Linked DNA regions of Capsicum annuum: region 2 is linked to region 1. A link is a contact called in public Hi-C data. All regions are on one chromosome and are shown on one strand. The core of a region is the stretch at or near the end of the contact, and the rest is flanking DNA. Distances in the headings are between cores, read along the strand shown.

Region 1 (3,915 bases), core at 379-2,878:
TTAATAATTTTAAAATATTTTCTACCTTTTTAAAAAAATTTAAAAGGTTGAACACACCTTTTTTGAGTCTAAGCAAAGCATCTGAGCATGAGTATCGCTAGGAGTAAATAAATTCACTTTTATATAGTATAGGTATATGATAGATCACTCGAGTAGTTTAAATTAATCTTCAACTTTTCGGGTATAGTTTAGGATGAAAATGATGTCTTTTCCCTTTTCTTACTTGAAAAAAATGAAAAGATTCATTTTGTATCACCAATCGAAATTGCCCTTAAAGTGCATTAAATTTTTCAAAGTGCCCCTGTCATTTTAATTAATACTTGCATATATTCTTTTGCAGAAAAGGGCTTCTCATCTATTAGAAATGGTATAAAATGTTTTTTATTCACCTTTTGACTCTGTAATGCTCTTAACATTCACCTTTACCTTTGTGTTCTAAAATGTCCTTTATTTCGCAACTTCAATATTAAATAAAAAGAATTATTAATGATGTGTCAACTTTTTATTGATTCTTATTTAATTAATTTTAAAAAAAATTAAAACTCCACATCCATCCCATTCATTAACCTATTACCCGATCCACCCCAATTATCTTGAGGGTTCTATTCTCTCAGTATTTTCGATGTTTCTGTTGCTGTTTGTTCATAGCCGCACTAGCTATGCCAATAACAATGACTAAACTAAAGATACTGTCTAATCGAAATTAAAAATCTATTCCCTCAATTTCATAGCTACTTCATTCATACCTGCAGTAATTATCTCTGCAGTAATATTAGAATTTGCGATTGACTTAAGTTTGTAGCAATTTGATTTCATTATTTTCAGCTCTTGTTTTGTGGAGTTCAGTTTATTATTTTAACATAATATGTGGTTAAAAAATAAGGCGAGTTAAGCAAAGAATGAGATGGGTGTGGATTTTTAATCTTTAAATTAATTAATTATGGATTAATGAGAAATTGATATATCATTAACGATTTATTTTTATTATTATCTAATATTAAGGTTGTTAAATAAAGAATATTTTGAAGATGGAAGATGGATGTAAAAAATATTATAGAGTTAAAAGGTGAATATAACAAACATTATAGGTAGGAGTGGGCATTGTATGGTATATAACGAATTATCATACCGAAATATACTACTTAGTATTATTATAAAAATATTTAGACATTGAAACTTTCGTTACTCTATCTTGATTGTAATATTTTTTTATGTAACTGACTAACAAAGGGAGTTATTTGTATTTTTTTTTTTTTTGAATATTTCTTCATATGTAATGTGTATTTATGAAATAATTGAGATGTGTTTTTGAAATCTTAAAATAATAATATTTTATTATATGAGTATATATTATCGAAGTTGAAAAAATTATAATTACCGATTACTATATCGCAATATATTAAAATAAAATATCAAAATACTGAGTCATATCAAATTAAAATAATCAACAACAATAAACCCAGTATATTTCCATATAATAAGATCTGTGGAGGATAGAATGTATGCAGTTTATACCACTATTATATCGCATATTATAATAGTAATATAATACTTTTAAAAATTAAATACCAAAATTATGTATGGAAATTTCAAATACTACCATGCCCTAATTAGGACCAAATGGTGAATATAATATAAGTACATGTTTACATCATTTCCCACAGACGAACGGCATTACTTTTCCGTATTCTTTTGGTTACCCAAAAAGTCGTTGAAAAAAGTGGAGTAGAGGCAGAAGAAAAAGCAGTTTTCGAGAATTTTTCGAGAGAGTGCACAAAATTCGGGCATGGAAGGAGGTGCACAGTATAATCCCCGCACTGTCGAGGAAGTTTTTGGAGACTTAAAAGGCCGTCGTGCCGGGTTGATCAAAGCCCTTACCACTGGTATACTCTCTCTCTTTCTCTCACGCGCCGACGCATTCCCTTATCTACCAATTGCATGTATATCCTAGTAAAATATTTTTTCCCAAAATTATGAGATAAAAAATTCTTCTTTTTCTGGGTTTGGAGAGTTCGATTTGTTCTTTCGGTTTTGTGTTTTTTATTTTTAATTATTTGAGTTTTATAGTGTTGTATTATTGTACGCTGTGATACTTCAGAGGTTTAATTTGGCCATTCTCTTGCAGATGTTGAGGAATTTTATCAGCAGTGTGACCCTGGTGAGTTAGGGATCTTTACGGTCTAGCGCGTTTTAAATAGAATATGCATTATTTATTTGGTACTGTTTTTGATCAGAAAAAGGTCCAATTTTAATTGATGCGTCAGGTGTCTTTGTGGTAATGGGTGCCCTCTTAGTTATGGAGTAATAATATAAATATAGTCTTTGAGAAGATATTGAACTTTATAAACTTGCAATGGATTCGTCCGCTCACACTTGCTTCGTGTTTCTGATTCCTATTATCAAGAAATTAATTTGCTAATTTTCTGCTTCTAAATCTCACTGCATTATTGTTGTTTAACCTCCTTTTTTCGTTTTGCTGGCTTGTTTATGTAGTTGCTCTTATGTTTTCATGAGTTCTAAATTGAAGTTGTTCATTTATTGGATGGACTCTATTTGTAGACACATTGTACTGACTAGCTATTTGAAGGGGAGCTTTGGAGCAACGGTAAAGTTGTCGCCGTGTGAGTTATAGGTCACCATTTTGAGCAGTAGAAGCAACCATGCTTGCATTAGGGTAGGCTATCTATGTCATATCCTTTGGGGTGCAGTGGGATGCTTTGTGCACTGGACTGCTCTTTTATTTTCTATTTCCTTTTTCGTCTTGCAGTGATTTCACTGAATTAAACCTTTTTATTTGATGCCCCCTAGGGAAAAGATGGATGCCCAATTGGGTCTTTGATCTTTCCTGCTCCTTCTGTTACAATTTGGAAAAAAAAAAACATTTTTCTTTGATTGGAAGGGTGTTATCTGCATCAGCAAATCTGAAAGAGGACGTGTGTGTGTGTTTGTTTGGGGGGGGGGGGGGGGGACCAATGAAAAGTTACAGTCCTCTTTTACAAGTAAGTGGCTATGTAGGTCACAGTTCATTGGATCCAGACTGGTCATGTTATCTATGTTTCCAAAAACTTTTTTTTGAAGGATGGGAATACATTTTTCAGGCCGTTCACTGCAGAAGGGACCATCTGTTCACATTTTACTTCAGCTCACCTTACTGTATTTGAGACTCTGAAAAGGGTATTCAAGAGCCTGCACAACACCCCACCCCTCATTTGTTTTCTTAGAATGGTGGCCTCCTCTCACCTTAGGTTGAGTGTAATGTGAATCAGTTGACGATTACTAGTATGATGAAGGAAGGAAGTAATAAAACTAGACACAAATATTTACAGTGAAAGGTATACTTGAACATGCAAGTTTAACAAAATAATTTTTCTTTTAAAACTTGCCTGTTCAGTGGACTTGATACTTGCTTGAGCTGGCCTAAAGATGTGTCAGTCATTTCCTTGCTACCGTCACTCAGTTATTGTCACAAACTTGACTCCAGTTTCCAATGGTTAGGCATTTTAAAGTTGAAATATTTTGGAAGGCTAGTGTTCCAACTTTCTAATAATGGGCTAGGTTATGGCTTGAAATGTGGATAGGTTCATGAATTTGGGGCTCAAAATCTATTAAATATATTTGACTTGACTGTGAAGTTTTGTGTTCTATTGATCATCTTAATGGGGTAAACTGCTTCAAATCGTTGTTCTATATTCCCCATGACAGTTTGTGATTTTGGAAGATCTTATAATTCTTCGTCATCCTGATCTATGAATTCCATGAAAAGAATGCAACATTGTTCCTCGGTATAGATCCTGAAATGTCTTTTAGTGGAGTAAGACGTCTGATCCTGGAATGTCTACCTTAGACCATTAAAACAGATGTTCAAGTACTTTTATGGTTTCTTTGACATATTATTTATTGCTTAAAAAAGGGCAG
Region 2 (3,915 bases), core at 1,016-3,515, 260 kb before region 1:
CACATTTGTTTTATTTTTTCCCGAATATGACCCATCAACCAATTGAGCAAACACTATTGATGGCCATGGCCCCGAAGGGATGCACATGCAATTGTTCTGTAGTACAAGACTAAGAATGACCAGATCTTTGTCGAGATAACGTTTAATGCGCTAGGAAGCATGAGAGTATTGACACAATATTTATGTAAGAGGTGAAGAAAGTCACGTGAAGCAGATCAGGTGGTGTGTAACTGAAACAGAGATTCACCTACAGTTGAATAACAGAAGTCAAAAGAATGAGCTACTTGAGAATTGATGCCATTGCCCATTACATAGAAGAACACGACTTTTGTAAAAACCGGGATTTTAGTAGTAGGCGGCATCCCCTCTTAGTTTTGAGTAGGCAGAACCATTTTGTTTTGGTTCTTCTCCACGGGTGATTAGGATTTTTTCGATATCACTCCACACACAGAGTTTATCATTCAATCGGAACTAATGGGCTTCTTACATCTACCAATAAAAAACCATAAGAATGCCATCATCCTAACACGGTCAATTACTCAGTCACCTCCTAATTCAGCAAATATAGTTCTTATTCCAGTAGAATAAGCCACACTAAAGTATATAGCGTTATACTCGTGGTTAAGAAAGGACACTGATTTCAGCAACGGTGTCATTTACAAATCAACGAGTTACGACTGAAAGAGATGCTTTTTTTTTAATTTTGGAGAAGGTATTTTTCAAAACATCATTTAGTTTTCTGGCCATGTAAAGCTCTTTCTTTTCCTTTGAAGAGCCTGGGGAATTCTTTTGAGAAACAGAGAGATAAGTGAATGTGAGAAAAAAGATTCGTTGGAGAAGATGGAAAAGTTGACGGAAGGATGTTTTTGATCACTTTTTAGAAACTTAAGCATGTTCTTAGTTAATTGGATATTATAAGGATGTAATGAAAGTTGTGGTAAAATAGTAAGGATGTATTAGGTCAAAAACTCCAAATGCTAGTTACGTGTTTCCTTTGATAGGTTCTCGGACGAGGCTCCTCTCCAGACCCAGGTAATGAATCTCTCCATTTCCTCCAGTTGCGCTTTGTCTTACATAAGTCCCTTCACAAAATCAATGGACCAAAATATTTTACTTAGTAAGTAATTTTAACTATGGTTGACTATTCTCTCTCTTCTTCTTTCCCTTGAAACACAGCCGCTATGACCACCCATTTCATGTACAATAATCAAAAAGTTGGCAAAGAAAATTCCAGATTGAAGGTTCTAATAAGCAAATCGAAAGCAAAAACAAGAGGACATAGTGAATTTCATAAGATAAATATGTCACATCGCCGGCAAAATCTGAGCTAATAATTGATTGGCTATGTAAACACTTTATTGATCTTCACTAGAAACATAGTAGAAATATATCAGAAAATGCTTCTCAAGTCCGCTTGACAGGATCAAAATTGGAAACGCCAATTACAGCACCAACAATTGCAGCAAGCACAACTCCACCTGCAGAGATGCTGAGCAAGAAGTTCTTGAGGGATGGTGAAACGCCATCAGCTGCTTCGGCTACGTCGGGGATGACCATGGAAGCAGTCAGTGCAGCTGCTGTCAATCCTGTCAAAGCTTTCTCCTTAAGCGAAGCCTTGACTTGAAACTTTGCTACTGGTTTCGATGCTGCAGTAGTCTTTGAGGGCCTTATTACCGGCAATGGCTTCAAGAAAGCCTCAACACTTGGCCGTCTCTTCTGACTTGTGTAAGTCAGTGGCATTGCCATGGAAACTGCACAAGTAGAAGCCATAATTTTCCTGTCTGTTAGGTCTGTGTTGAATGAGGGTTATGGTTTTGGTAAGGAGTGGTTTTGAAAGGAGAAAGATTATCAAAGATTGAGAGGATAGAGAAATGCTTCTCTACGAGAGGTGCAAAATGGATCATATTTGTTGCCTAAAACTTCATCTGCCTATGTGGCTCATAATTGTTGGCTATGATGGATAGGGTTATCTGAAATTCCTATTAAACTTCATAATTTTATGTTCACGTCAGCTGAGTGAACCCTAATCGGCGGAGGTTATTAGATTGGAAGATAAGATTCATAATTATCGAATATTTCTCTGTTTACATAACCCAAACATATAATATAAGGTATTTTTTTTCAAAACGTATACAAAACTATGCTTCAAACTCTCGCTCATGAATTTCATTCACAATTTTATATATAAATATTACATAAATTCTATATGAAAAGCATATATGTAAATAATAAATAATCAGAGTAGGATTGCATGGAACTATCATACTCCTTCAAGCAATCTGATAACTTCGCAAATTAGTATCTTAAGGCTTGCTGCAATTCATACAGTAATTTTTGCAGTCTACAGACGTACTAGAATTAGGGATGACAAAGGATGGGGTGCAAACTCGCGTAAACCCGCATAGATACTTTAACCCACCCCGCATAGTAGAATTTGATATTTTCAATCTGCCCCACATAATTTGTTATTTTTTTGTAAAATAAAAACGAAAAGTTCAAATTCAAGTATTTTTTCCTCAACTAATTACGTCCTCTTTGTCATACAATGTACAAAAGATGTAAATATCTCGGGTGTTCTTTAGAACTCATTCATAATTAATTGAGGAAAAAGGCTCAAATATGTGATCAAACTATTAGAAATGACTCATCAATATCATCCGTTATATACGTTTGACTCATCTTATCTTTTAACAGTGGTTTGCAAAACTATTTTTGCCATGTGACCTCTTATTAGAGATCCACTTTACGAAATTCAAATCAACCAATATTGCTTAAAATTAAAATTAATAATCTGACCCATTAAAATAAAATTCAATCCATATCATTAAAATAAAAATATGACTCCTAAAAATAATAATCGGACTCATTAAAAACAAAAATTAAGCCCATTAATTGTGTTGAATTTTATTTTAATGGATCTAAATTTTTATTTTAATTTCAAGTGATATTGCTTAATTTGTATTTGGTGATGTGGAACTCTAATAAGAGGTCGCATGGAGAAGATGGTTTTACAAAATTACTGTTAAAAAATATCGACACAAATGAATCTTTCTGTAACATCAATGACAAAGATGAGTAAAATTTATAACATATGACATAAATGAGTCATTTCTAATAGTTCAATGACATATTTGAGTCTTCCCTTTGATTAATGATATTTATGTGTATAGTTCTAATTTGTTATGTGTGTGAGATTGAGAAAAACAATTAGCTTTAGATGAATCAAAAATGAAGGGAAGAAGGGAAATATTGAGTTGTTGATGTTGTAAATATTTTACACGTACCACAGCAGTGGTGGCGCAGCGGAAAGAGGCTGCCCCAACCTACCCAGAGGTCGAGGGTTCGACCCTGGATATGGACAAACACTCTGTTGGGAGCTCTCCCTCCTAAATAGGGCCCGATGCGGTGCAAATCTGGATATAGTCAGACTCCTAAAAAATAGGTACCGGACATCGGTTGGTTTAAACAAAAAAAAAATATTTTACACGTCTTTGTACAAAGTTAACAAGGCACCTTTCATATTTTTGCAATTTTATTTTTATTTTTAAAAAACCTAAAGGAGGCCTAATAAGCTAGTTTATTAAAAACCAACAATATATACACAACAAAGATAAGGAATAATTAAGCACAATTTAAGTTTACTAAACTACATAAAATTTCTTTCATATTTTAAAATTATTAAAATTCTTTTTTTCTTCTCGTTTCTTTACAACCACCCGATACATCCTTTGCAATCTCTATTTTCACGGTTACAATCTTATGAAGCGGCAACTGCACCAACAATGACGCCATTCAAGTAACTACAGTTACTTCACAATATGTGGTATTTTGAAATTTAGTCGGTCTCCCCAATTTTATCGACATTAAAATCTTATCAGAGTTGAACAACTGCAAAATGATAGTTTCCCTCTTCAT

Evidence for each region. Hi-C and Micro-C count contacts between places; a contact is called where the count stands out from the background.
Region 2: a contact with region 1 is called in a Hi-C map of leaf, with 4 times the contacts expected there. The contact joins the promoter of LOC107870732 here to the promoter of LOC107870730 in region 1. A contact is called at or near these places in 2 of 5 Hi-C or Micro-C datasets (leaf and placenta).

What each region holds. Positions count from the first base shown.
Region 1 is chr5:100,316,500-100,320,414 of UCD10Xv1.1, reverse strand. LOC107870730 (PHD finger protein ALFIN-LIKE 4) reads left to right here and starts at 1,628. Exons shown (of 5, transcript XM_016717338.2): 1 at 1,628-1,883; 2 at 2,126-2,158. The coding sequence starts at 1,787.
Region 2 is chr5:100,581,353-100,585,267 of UCD10Xv1.1, reverse strand. LOC107870732 reads right to left here and starts at 2,265. Exons shown (of 1, transcript XM_016717340.2): 1 at 1,216-2,265. The coding sequence starts at 1,770. The coding sequence ends at 1,405.